Linked DNA regions of Mus musculus: region 2 is linked to region 1. The links are chromatin contacts, called in public promoter capture Hi-C maps. All regions are on one chromosome and are shown on one strand. The core of a region is the stretch at or near the end of the contact, and the rest is flanking DNA. Distances in the headings are between cores, read along the strand shown. Region 1 overlaps Pitpnb (phosphatidylinositol transfer protein, beta). Region 2 holds the start of Cryba4 (crystallin, beta A4).

Region 1 (3,368 bases), core at 398-2,897:
AAATTTAATCTATTCACAACTCACTTATTGGCAGAATAATTGTATTATGAACCAGCAGAGTTAGCTATAGCTGCCTTGATGCAGGTAATGAAGTTAGGTTTGGGCTGGATTGGAGCAATGTGTAAAAGGCCTGTTCTGTATTCTGTTCCCTGCCCTTTGGGTTGTTTCGAGAAGAAGTTGTTTTTTAAAGCAGTTGAGCTCTTAGGAACTTGATACAGGATGGAACTTCGTTCTGTCACAATGGAAATACCTTTTTTGAAGATTTTAAGTTTCTCTTCCTTCAATCTTTCTTTCTTTCTTCTTTCTTTTAAATTAGGGGCTAAAGAGACAGCTTAGCAGGTAAATTCACTGTTTTTTTCAGAGGACCTGGGTTTGGTTCCCGGCATCTACATGTTGTCTCATGACCAGTTCCAGGGGATCTGATGCCCTCTTCTGACCTCTGCAAGCACCAGGCATACATGTGGTGCACATGTATACATGTAGGCACAACATTCATGCATACATGCAGGCACTTGAATGCACATGTGTATGCACGCCAGAGCATGCATCAGGGTCAGAGGACAGCTTGCAGGAGTTGGTTCTCTCCTTTCATGTGGTACCAAGAGGTTGAACTGAGGCAGTGAGGCCTGGCAGCAGGCACTTTACTTACTGGCCATCCCACCAACCCAAAGTCTATAGCTTGGATTACAGGATGATTCTTTATCAGTCACCTTTAAACAGGAATGACTTGTGAAATGCCATGCACACGTTAGCTACCGCAGAAAGACACGTAGAAACGACACCTAAAGTGCCATGCACACGTTAGCTACTGCAGGAAGACACGTAGCTTGTGTGTGACTCCAGTGACACGCTGACACCTCCAGAAGACAACTGGGAAGTCAAGGCAGCAGGCCGGTGTCTACTTGAGCAGAGTTTAGTTGGGTTGCATATTCTTCCCTCAAAGGGTTGGTTGTTTTTTTTTTTTTTTTTAATAACTGCTTGTAAGTTGGATGGAAAACGAAGAAGATCGAAAATAAATAAACATGAGGTGATTGATTCTAGAACTAGGATTTTTTTTTTGGCCCATTTAATTTTTAAAATAATTCTTATAGCCAAGTGCAAACTCTATAAATTGCTGTGTTAATTGGCTTTAGTAGCTTGCCAGCATCACTGGGAAGCCTGGCTCACTGTGGAGTCCCTGTGTGCTAGAGTCCAGCCTGTGGAGGGCGCTTATGTTACATTTGGCTCACTCCTTTAATTAGAACTGAGTCTCCTCTCAATTTGGGGAGAAGGCTGACGGGCACACAGGTAAACTTTTGTAGGGAATGCTGTGTGCAACTCTTAGGGTTCGAAATGAAGTTGTTTGTGGCTTGTAGTACCCAGGACTTGTCCCAGCTGGAAGTTGCTTAGGGCTATCAGTGTTACTGGGGGTGGTGGCTGAGCTGTAGAAACTGTAGCCTGAGGGTGTGGACAGGGGTTTCACAGGCATTGAATGGGAAGGGCATGTTTGCTTTACCATCTGTAGCTTTGGAGCTAAGCTTGCTCAGTCCTGGTTCACCTCGGTGGACTCTAATAGTTTAGCTCTTCCTGTTCACACAGAGGAGTGAAGCCAGCAGAAGAAGGGTTCTGTACAGTAGGAGCCACAGCTGGATGCCATGTGCCTGACCTAGTGCCAGCTCGACCTGACTGACCCTGGAGCCATGTTCTCATTCTCAGCAGCACTCACTGGGCTAAAGGTCCCAGCGTGGGTTCCTTGCATATTGAAGAACTGTTCTGTGGGAGGCTCACCTTACCATCCTTTCTGCAGAACTGGGTTTTCTGAGGCAAGCTGACTGACCTCATCCCAGCTTAGAGCCAGGCCTGCAGTCAAGGAGAAGGAGGCTTGTGCCAGTTTAGCTGGTCTGCTAGAAATGAAGATACTCCCGAGAGACACTTGGGTCTATCTCGTTCTGACTTGAGATTGTTTAAACATTGGACTCAAAGCAGCGTAGATTTCCCCAGGACTCTTAGTGCTGGGAGAAGGAGAATGTGCTTGTCAGAGGGGAAGCTGTGTTGTCTTCCAGAAAGAGACTCCACAATAACAATGAATGTTTCATAGGATAAAACTGAGCCCTGACAACGGTGGGTCAGTTGGGGGCGGTACCCATCCTGCCAGGGCTTACGTACATAACCTTGGCCCTCTGTTTAAACTTCAGTCTCACTTTAGGGCCCCAAAGGTGAATTTGAGGGGCTTTCCACATATTTTTGTCCCTCTCGAAGTGTGACTACGTTGAGTAAACCTCCTTTTTCTCTTCTCACTATTAAACTGGCTCCTGTTATTGGGTGATTGAACTCAGGTGGCCAGACCTGACCTGACTTAGCTTTGTGACCCTCCATGTCTGATAGCAGCAGTGTGTTCTGCTGCATGACAGATGAATGGCTCCACCAAAGGCAGCAATGTTATTCTGTTGTTGCAAATACACGTGTGTATGTGCACACACGTAAGTCACAGTTGCTTATGTGGGTGGTAGAGCAGCTGGATACTCAGGTGCTGGTCTCATCACCCTCTCCACCTTTCCATGAGTGCGTGTTACTGGTCAGGAAGCCCCGCTCTGGGGTGCTCTTGTTCAAGGGTACAGCTGAAACCCCGCCCCACCACCCCGCCCCACTACACAGCCTGAGTGAGGACCGTTGCTCACAACATCCTCATTTATCCAAACAAGGCTTGACTTTCCATCCACATCATCTGAGTGAATGCCAGTGTGTGGCAGGCACTCTGGGAACTGAAGCTGCATGTACAGGCCATGCTGTGAGCAGTGTGCATTTGCATCCCCGCCTGTGGCCTTCTGCTGTTATGAACTGCTGCTGCATTGGAGATATTTGGAAACACAGAAATGGTGGAAGGTCATGAGCAGATCCCCAAGGGGAGTTAGGGAACACAGCCTCCCTGTTTAGGCTCACTGTGTTAAGAGCTTCCTGTATAGTGACAGCAGCTGACCTCACAGTTGGATGGCAGAGAGAAGCAATGCTCTCAGTCCATGGTGGTGTTCCATAACAGTCTGTTTCAGTCAAAACCTAAACACTGACGTCACAATGTTTCAATTTTCTCATCTAGAAGGAGCTGGCAAACACCCCTGACTGTCCTAGGATGTGTGCCTATAAGCTGGTGACCATCAAGTTCAAGTGGTGGGGGCTGCAGAGCAAAGTAGAGAACTTTATCCAGAAGGTAAATCTGTTTGAGGGGTGGGACTTCCTTCCTGTGTTGGGGGTTGAAGGTGGGGGTGCAGATCTGAGATCTGATGGAAAATGGTCTCTGGTAGCGCAATCTCTTTTGATACATGAAAGTTATCATCCCCAAGTGTGATACTCTAAAAACATCAAATCCAAATATAATGAGATTTTAAGAGATT
Region 2 (3,368 bases), core at 632-3,131, 870 kb after region 1:
CGCCTTTGAAATCCTTTCTCAACGGTCACATGTGGCCAGTGACTCTCAATTTAAGTAGCTTTACAAAGCTTCCTATCCTTGTAGGAAGGGCAGTTGCAGAATGCTAGTCTCAGGGTTAATGTGTGAGTGATGCTAGCTTGTCAGTTCATGTCTAAGAGGGTATTTTCAGACCCAATCAGACTGTGCGATGGTGTCCCTTACAACCTGAGTTACCTGTATCAACAGCCATGCACACTCTTCAGCACTTGGGAGGGGCACATAGGTACAGTGCAAGCCTGGAAAGATGTACCTAGGATCATACACAGGCTCCAGCATGCCTCCTTACAGTCCCTCTTACCCTCCCGGCCACCACCCTGACTCGATGCCCTCCAGACAGACTCACGCTCCGCTCAGGACTTTGAGAGATCGCACCGTCTCAAAACCAAGTTCCAGGACACTGGGACACTCAGCTGTGAATTCATGCCGTCGGCCCTGGAAGCCTTCTTCATCCCACACCACCATCTGTGCAGGAAAGAAGGAGGGAATCTGTGGACATCAAGGTTTGGCGAGCAGAGAGGATCTTACCCTGGACTCAGAGTGAGTCAAACAGGTAAAGCAGAGGTCACATGCCTCCAGGGCCAGGTGGGTGAGCAAGGTGGACCGTGGGATCCTGGACAGCACAATTTTGTCTCCACCCTTGACTGTCATTAGGTAAGAAAACAAGCAGAGCTTCCATTTCCCAAAGCCTTCATCAAAGGCTTTTATGTGGCTCCGCTATATTATTTTTTGTGAGACAAGATCTCGCAAGACCCAGGCTGGCCTTGAGCCTACGAGCTTCCTTCTGCCTTTACTTCCCCAATGCTAGGGCAGGCATAAGCTATCACACCCAGATTTTAGTTTCCCTTTGCAAAGCCAAGCACGGCCAGAGAAGCACAGTAGAATGATTGTGTGCCAGGACTCAAGGGTGGGGACCAACTCGGGTTGCGTGCCTCAGGCAGGTTGCCCCCTAGTCTGAGCCTTGGGCTCAAGGCAGTCAGTAGCCCTCCTGCAGGATGATGGGGTTCAATGAAGTTGTTGTAAGAGGTTCTTAGATGTCGACTTCCTTCCCTCCCCTCCCAGGGTACTCCCTACCCTCCAGTGTCCAGCTGACTTGGTGCACTGCAGGGTCATGTTGGCACGGTCCTACAGAGAGAAGAACACAGTCACCTTCCATCTGGTTCCCAGCAGCATCTCTGACTGAAGGCTGACTTGGACAGTGTCAGAATCAAGATGGGTCTGGGTATCCCAGGACGGGGGCGATCCTTCTCCCACCCCACCCACGTGCAAACAGCACCAATCTCAGCCACATCTGGGTGCCATTGTCTCCAGCCCAGCTCACAGTGGACTGCAGTGCCAGATGAGTGGAGAGAGGTGGATGAATCACACACATGCACACACAGACACACACCCACATGCACATGTGCACAATCACACACATACACAAGTTCACACATGCACACTCACACACATGCACACATACATACAGGCACATACATACATGCATACATACATACATACATACATACATACATGCATGCGCACACACACACACACACACACACACACACACACACACAAGTGAGTGCACACACACACCAAAACAAAGTGCAGTGCTAGCCTAGTGCGTGGCTCTCATAGTGGACACACAGGTCACAAAATGATAGGGGAGGGGGATCTTGGCATTTAACTAAGAGTCACAGGCAGCAGTCTGACACACTTGTAGACTTCCTGGGATGTGATGGCATTCAGGGTTAGCCAGTGACATCCCCAAGATTGATATTGTAGGATGATGCCACCAGAGAGCTCGGCCCCACTCCTGTCTCCCTCTCATACTTACCAAGAAGGGCCCAGAGCACACGTCAGAACCAGAACCAGACAAGGTCAGGGCTCTTATAGGCAGGAAAGGAACAGGGGCCCCAAGGGACAAACACAGACTCAGCAAGCCAGAGATAGAAACAAAAGCCAGTCCTGGCCAAGGCCCAGAGTGGACATGTCAGCAGCTCTGCCTTTAGTGGGGAAGGACTGGTGGCTTGCCCAGGGTCAGCACTAGGGAATATGAGGGGTAGATAGCCTATTTCCATTGGTTCCACAGGACTCCTGTCCAGGACTAGGGACCCAACATCATCTTGATGGTGGGTGTCCTTCTGTCTGTCTGCATGATAGGACAGACAGAAGCCAGATCATAGAGTTCTGTGCCTGCCCTCCTCCTTCACCTCACCTGCCCCTGCCTCTTCTAGCTGGACGTCACACTTTCACTTGAGGATACTCTTTGAAAAAGTGGAAACAATGTATACAGTAGCTTGGAAGTAACCGGTTCTAAGCAAAACCCTGGGGGCCTGGAGCAAGGGCTTTGGATAACAAATACCCAGCAGTACAACTCTTCTCAGGAGGTGAGAGTGGTGGTCAGGGCTAGAACCCATGCACTCCACAAGGCAGAAGCATCCAGGGCTGTGCATGCAGAAGCAAAGGGCGGGGCGGGGGGGGGGGGGGCGCTGCAGCTTGCTAGCATGCTTCCCAAAGCAGTGCATGCCAGATAAGCACCCAAAGCATATGGAATCCCCTGATCCCTGCCTCTGAGGGGTCCTGTTGCAGGAGAGGGTAGCATGGCAGGAGCGGCTTGTGGTAAAACTCAGCCTTGCTACTGGGTGACCCAGATAAAGAGCGAGTCCTTTGATGGCCAGGAAAATAGCAACATCTCTTCCTTCCTGGGATGTCAGAACAGTTGTCTCACGTTCAGGGCGTGGCGAAGGGTGGACCGGAAGGGTGGACCGGTGCAGTCTCCACAGCCAGTAGCCTGTGTCTGCATCCCGTGCCTGGGGGCTAATTACTTTTGAGCAGGTTCCCAGTGAATGCCTCTAAGCCTCAGTTGTGCTGTGAAATAAAAAAGACAAAGCTCAGTGGGGTACCTCCAAGCCTGACTTTAATCCTCAGGACCACAGGGTAGTAGGGAGAACTGACTCCTGAAAGTTACCCTCTGACCTTCTGACCTCCATGTGAGTGCACACACACACACACACACACACATGCTCTCTCACACCCTCACACTCTCACACACTCATACACTCACACAGTCTCACACACACTCACACACACACACTCACATACTCTCTCACACACTCTCACACACTCACACACACTCTCACTCTCTCTCTCTCTCACACACACAAACTTTAATGGTTAGCCTGAAAGCACAGGATGCTATGAACATAAATATGATAAATATGTTCCTGATGAAGAGTGCCTGTACCTGTTCTAAGAACAAAGGGAATTACCTGGGTCTTGGCCATGTTTGCCATCCTGGACAGCCATAAAATATAGTATTATTATGAATGGCAGTTCCCCAAAAGCAA

What was found. Promoter capture Hi-C pulls out the DNA fragments that hold promoters and counts their contacts.
Region 2: a contact with region 1 is called in a promoter capture Hi-C map of liver, with 2.4 times the contacts expected there. The contact joins the promoter of Cryba4 here to the enhancer-like site in region 1. A contact is called at or near these places in 6 of 39 promoter capture datasets (the 3T3-L1 cell line, cranial neural crest, hippocampal neurons and 2 more), 1 of 115 datasets of contacts at active chromatin or transcription factors (embryonic basal ganglia) and 2 of 9 other capture datasets (adipose tissue and pancreatic islet).

What each region holds. Positions count from the first base shown.
Region 1 is chr5:111,377,119-111,380,486 of GRCm38.p6, forward strand. Pitpnb (phosphatidylinositol transfer protein, beta) reads left to right here. Exons shown (of 12, transcript NM_019640.5): 9 at 3,074-3,184. Among named protein-coding and RNA genes, the nearest start is that of Gm36027, 23 kb to the left of the region's middle. Within about 2 kb of position 1,648, at least 29 of the 459 cell types and tissues checked have an H3K27ac peak or open chromatin away from gene starts, as enhancers often do. A contact at or near this core is called in adipose tissue and liver, where this site is marked.
Region 2 is chr5:112,250,637-112,254,004 of GRCm38.p6, forward strand. Cryba4 (crystallin, beta A4) reads right to left here and starts at 1,882. Exons shown (of 6, transcript NM_021351.2): 1 at 1,856-1,882; 2 at 1,111-1,161; 3 at 383-501. The coding sequence starts at 1,149.